2 separate regions of the Bos taurus genome follow, and region 1 is linked to region 2. A link is a contact called in public Hi-C data. All regions are on one chromosome and are shown on one strand. Each heading gives the region's core, a stretch centred on a gene start, on an enhancer-like site or on the middle of the called end of the contact. The rest is flanking DNA. Distances are from core to core; before and after follow the strand shown.

What was found. A called contact is a pair of places that touch in the nucleus more often than the background predicts.
Region 1: a contact with region 2 is called in a Hi-C map of liver, with 3 times the contacts expected there. The contact joins two enhancer-like sites. A contact is called at or near these places in 2 of 11 Hi-C or Micro-C datasets (liver and skeletal muscle).

What each region holds. Positions count from the first base shown.
Region 1 is chr19:18,561,735-18,564,434 of ARS-UCD2.0, reverse strand. The region is part of intron 3 of RAB11FIP4 (RAB11 family interacting protein 4); the gene reads left to right. Among named protein-coding and RNA genes, the nearest start is that of RAB11FIP4, 40 kb to the left of the region's middle. Within about 2 kb of position 1,369, at least 11 of the 102 cell types and tissues checked have an H3K27ac peak or open chromatin away from gene starts, as enhancers often do. A contact at or near this core is called in liver, where this site is marked.
Region 2 is chr19:18,264,782-18,267,481 of ARS-UCD2.0, reverse strand. No RefSeq gene overlaps it. Among named protein-coding and RNA genes, the nearest start is that of COPRS, 10 kb to the right of the region's middle. Within about 2 kb of position 1,256, at least 35 of the 102 cell types and tissues checked have an H3K27ac peak or open chromatin away from gene starts, as enhancers often do. A contact at or near this core is called in liver, where this site is marked.

The DNA of each region.
Region 1 (2,700 bases), core at 120-2,619, 300 kb before region 2:
GTCAGGGAACATTCTTGGTGGCCAGTGAGCCGTGACTGCTTTCCCGCAGAGAGGCCTGCGAGGACCCATGGGGAGCAGGGCGGGCTCCATGCGTCAGGGCCAAAACAGAATCTCATGTAGAGGGTTTCTCATTGCAAGAGTTCTTCATCTGCGACCCAGTTTTGAAAACCTCTGAGAGCTCAGGGCGCCCCGCAGAAGATGCGAGAACAGAGGGCCAATCACATTGACTTCACAGAGACCCGCAAACGTGCTTGTCCTCCCACTTTCTGCAAAGTTGTGAGCGAACAGTACAGTGAGAACCCATAGATCCGGCGCCCTGCATTCACCAATTGTGAACGTGTTGGCAGTTTTCCTTCTCTGCATCTGCGTGTCTCTGTGCACACACTTTTGGGGGCCTGGGGGGCTTGTCTGTTTGAGAGCTAGTTGCTGACATTATGACACTTCATTCTTAAACACTTGACCCTCCCTCAGACCCTCCTCCATAACCACAACAGTCATCAGCCGTGGGTGTCTAACGTAAACTCCATATTTATTTTTTTCTTGCAATGAAGCCTGCTGCTTCTCTTTTAATTTGTTTCGCTGTGCTGGGTCTTAGTTGTGGCACCCAGGATCTTCAGTCTCCATTGCGACATGTGGGATCTAGTTCCCTGACCAGGGGTTGAACCCAGGTCCCCTGCATTGGGAACTTGGAGTCTAAGCCAATGGACCACCAGTAAAGTTTCTTCCCAATGTATTTATAGCTTTTCTTTTTGATCTCAGATCCAAGTGTTACATTTAGTCGTCATGTCTGTTTAGACTCGGTTAATCTGGAATAATTTACCAGACTTCTGCTCTCTATGCACCATCACCTCCGAGCCCCCAAAAGCACTCTCCCCACTGATTTTGCCTTTGGCTCCAGACTCGTATGGAAATGCTGGGCCCCCTGTGCTAATGTCTAGTGGGTGTTTCACACATGTCTGGCACTAAGCCCTCTGATCCTGCTCCATCCTCTCAGCCGTCTAAAACCTTCCCCGTCTCAGTACCTGCCACCGCCACCCACCTGATCACTCAGATCAAGGACTGAGTCGTGGCCACTGTCTCTCCTTCCTTCCATAGCCACCTGTCCACAAGGCCTGCTGGGTTTTACTTCCAGGATATGTCCCGAGGTGACCGCTTTTTTCCACCTCCATATTACACCCTATCAGAGCATTACACCACCCCCCACCTTGTCACTGCATTGTCACTTGCCTTTCTCCACACCACAGCCAGAGTGTCCTTCCAAACTCTTACATCAGGTCCTACAACTCCCTCACTGAAGAGGTTCCGACCACTTGTCATCTGAGGGTCAGATCCTAAGCTCTGACTTCTCACTGTGACCTAGCAGCTTTCACTTTTGCCTGAACCTCTGACCTGCTCCCCTCCCATCCTCCCCGCGATCCTCGCTGTTCCAGCCACACTGGCCTGTTTTCTGTTCCTCAAACCCCAGAAGCCAGTTCCTTTCCTTTGCCTTGCTATTATTTCTACCTCTAACCCTCATCCTCTAGTCTTTACACAACCATGCTTGTATCCTTCAAGTGTCAGCACAAGTGTCACCTCTCCAGAGAAGCCTTCCTTGCACACTCATCTCAAGGAACGCCCTCTACACCCTGTCCCTGTCATAACACCCTGCTTGTCCTGCACCATTTGCCACGATCTTAACTGTCTGGGTCTTGTCTGTCTCCTCCACGTGGGTGGAGGGCTGTGCCTTCCACGTGGAACACAGTGCTGGCAAGGAGCAGCTGGCAGGTGCATCTCAGCAGTGCAAGGTCAACTCTGCCAGGGAGGGGCGGGCGGTTTCCTCCCACCCGGGAGCAATTGAGAGGCGCTCTCTCCAGGCCAAAGGGTGTAAAAACCACACCGGTGCAGCGAGGGGAGGTAGAGGGGTGGGCATAGGCAAGAACTGAAAAAGGGCTGTTTGTTCTGCCACAGCACCTAGACTCTGAAACTCTAGTGTGTATAGGGCTTCCCCGGTGGTTCAGACAGTAAAGACTCTGCCTGCAATGCAGGAGACCCAGGTTCCATCCCTGAGTTGGGAAGATCCCCTGGAGAAGGAAATGGCAACCCACTCTTGCCCGGAGAATTCCATGGACAGAGGAGCCTGGTGGGCTACAGTCCATGGACTTGCAAAGACTTGGACATGACTGAATGACCAACACTTTCACTTTCTCTCATTTTCTCTGCCTCTGCACTGGGGCTCTGAACCTCTAATATGTATGTTAATGAGTCACTGGGGGCTTGATAGTGCAGACTCTGATCCACACAGCTCTGGGGTTACCCAACTGTGCGTCTCCTACAAGCTCCCCCATGGTGGTGACCGTCCTGGTGAGGGGCCACACCAACCGTGCTTTTGCTACCTTTTGGGTCCACACCTCACCCCCTTCCCTTCAGTGCCATGGGGAAATGTGGAAAGAAAGAGCCTGGACATGCCTCCATTGCCTCTGTCCCTCCCACCCTCTGCCAGGAAGTGTTGTTTCTAGCAGTCGCCGTCCCCTCCGCCCATGCAGAGGTGCGTGGTGTCCGTCTCCACGTGTCTGCTACCGTGGCAGAAAGGACATGCTCTCCCGGGAGCTGTGCTCAGCCGCCTGCTCCATCACTGCTCTCTTTTCTCTCCGAGCTGCTTTCCTTAAGCAGACTCCTGGGGGCTCTGTGTCTTGGGGGAGGTCAGGCCCGGCTCGCTGCCCT
Region 2 (2,700 bases), core at 7-2,506:
CAGTCATGTCTGACTCTTAGCGACCCCATGGACTGCAGCCCACCAGGCTCCTCCGTCCATGGGATTTTCCAGGCAAGAGTACTGGAGTGGGGTGCCATTGCTTCACCTGAGAAGCCTAAGCTGTTGCTAAATCTAGATGTTTCTCATCCCAGTAGAGCAAGCATACAAGCCTGAAAACTAGGGAGTCAGATGACTTGCGTCACGATCTCTCCTCTTTGTGACTTTTGGCCAGTTCTCTTAACCTCCCTGAGCCTCAGTGTCTCTTTCCGTAAAACGAGAATTATAAGCTTTGTTAAGAAAAACCACCAAAGGTGTCATCTGGCAGAGGGATGTAGCACGATGCATTTGACTTTCCTGCGTGCGTACGCACACTTTGGTTGAAGTCAGAAAGCGTATATTAAGCGCTTACTATGTGCCAGGCTCTGGGGTGGGTGTTGGTGTAGGGGGGCCTGGGTGGGTGATGATGACTCTCACCCTAAATTTCACAATAATCTTTTCTGAGAAAACTCCTCTATCAAATCAGGAGTAAATCCTGCCTGTGAAGTCACAGGTGAGACTGCTAATCAGCAGGAAGCCCACTAACAGTAAGGTAACCCTGAGCCCGCTGAGCGGCTCCTCCAGGGCCCCTCGCCCTCCCGGCGGCTCGCACAGCACACACCAAGTGGGTGGGTCTGTACTGCCACCTGCTGGAGGAACAGGGTAAGGCTACAGGCGGCAGCCAGCAGAGATTGAGGCGCCTGCCTTGAGTTGCCAAACACATGGCTCTAAGGTCTATCTGCCACATTTGTTCAACAGCTCACAAGAAGCTGTCAGAGGAAATGGCTTTTGAAATCACAATCACCTCACCGGAAAAGGTGTGGGGGGAGAAGAAAAGGAAAGCCAATTGTACCTTGCAATGGCAGAAAGTGGGAGCATGCCTCCTGGGGAAACTTCTCTCTCTGACTCAAAGCGGGAGGACTGCAGAACCCTGTTAAGATGCAGAGAAATGCCCTCTCCTGAAACTGTGGCTGTGCTTTACTCCCCAGGCCCTGAGTGAGGACACATCCTGGTGGGACCCTCTCAGCCTTGGTGCCCTGGGACCCAGTTGAACTCTCCTCCTGCCCATCAACACCTGCAAGATCTGAGTCCTGGAACCAGCTCCACAGAAACTGCCGGAAACTGGGAGGCCGTGCTTTTCCAAAGGCCTTGGCTTTGCAGCCAGACTCGCTAAGTCAACACAGCGGGAGCCAGCCGTGCAGCTTGCCTTCCTGTTACACCCTCCCACTTCTCCTGGGCCTGCCACGCTCAGGCCTGCACACACACACACACACACACGGAGTCCTCCAGATCCAGCAGTCTGTTATTTGGGTGGGGAATCTGCTCTGGGAGAACTGGCAGGCAGAATCCACATGGGCTACAGCCAGGGTATTGGGCTGTTGTGGGTTGTTTTGTTTTTTCTCTTTCTCCATATTCCAACCATCCTGGGAAAGTTGGGTCCAGGAATGAGAACTCCGGAAAACCAAGGGCAGTGCAATGCCAAGGTATTTATTAAGCCAATGAGCATGCTTCCTTCTCCCTGGAAGGCGATCTCGGGTTTCCTCAGGGCACTGCAGCCTTGCAGAGTCCAGCCAGTTGCTCCTATACATAAAGACAGTGTGGTCTTTGCAGCCTTCACAGTCAACCCACCAAGCACCATGCACCTGAGAGAGAGCTACAGGAGGCACCATCCCCCATCCCCCCCAGGGTCTCATGATGATCATGCTGTCCCCACTAGAAACAGCACCAGGGACTTCCCTTTGCCTTCCAATGCAGAGGCTGTGGGTTCGACCCCCAGTTGGGGAGCTAAGATACCACATGCCTCCCAGCCAGAACACCAAACCAAAACATAAAAAAGCAGAATCAATATTGTAAATGTGTAAATATTGTAAATGTACATAAAACACAAAAAGCAGAAGCAACAGTGTAAATGTTGTAAATTTGAATATTGTAAATAATTCAATAAAGACTTTTTAAAAATAAACACTGCACCAAACTAATTTAGGGGTGAGGTAAAGAGTACATTCCTCCAGACCTTTCAAAAGGAAAGAAAGCCGTAACAGACAGAAACATGCCAGAGCCATACAAAAATACACAGCATGATTTACACAAATTGTGAATGGTACAATTCTGTTTGTTCTGCCACAATACAAAAACAGGGAGTTTTTCATCCAGACAGAAAATAAAAATGAAGCAAAAATTATCAGCACTCTGATATGAATCAGCCCATGATGATACTTTCAATACACCATCATACCTACCTGATGATCTGGCCCCCTGCCCCCAGCAGTAATTCATTCTCATCTTGGCTTCTGTTAATTCTACGTTTCAGGGGTTCAAGAAGCAAAACGGTCGTCTCTTTGACCATCCCAGTTTCCGACCCTGAGCTTCCATGTGTACCTTTTGGGGTTCACACTTTCTCAAGCACCTCAAGCAGTGTAAGACATCATCCGATATCCATCTTCACAGGTCTTTTCTGTCCCACGGCCCCTCTGGGTCCCTCCAGTCCTCTGCCTGCTTAAGACCTGGGCATCTTTGGGGAGATGGTCCTGACTGCCTAGGAGCACCAACATCTATCATTCTGGAGACCTAACCCCCTGGGGACACACTGAGAAGTAGGGTTCATAATTCCATCTGATCTTAGCGTCTCCAGAGTGCTCTCTTTGTTCTCTCCATCTTTCTTCT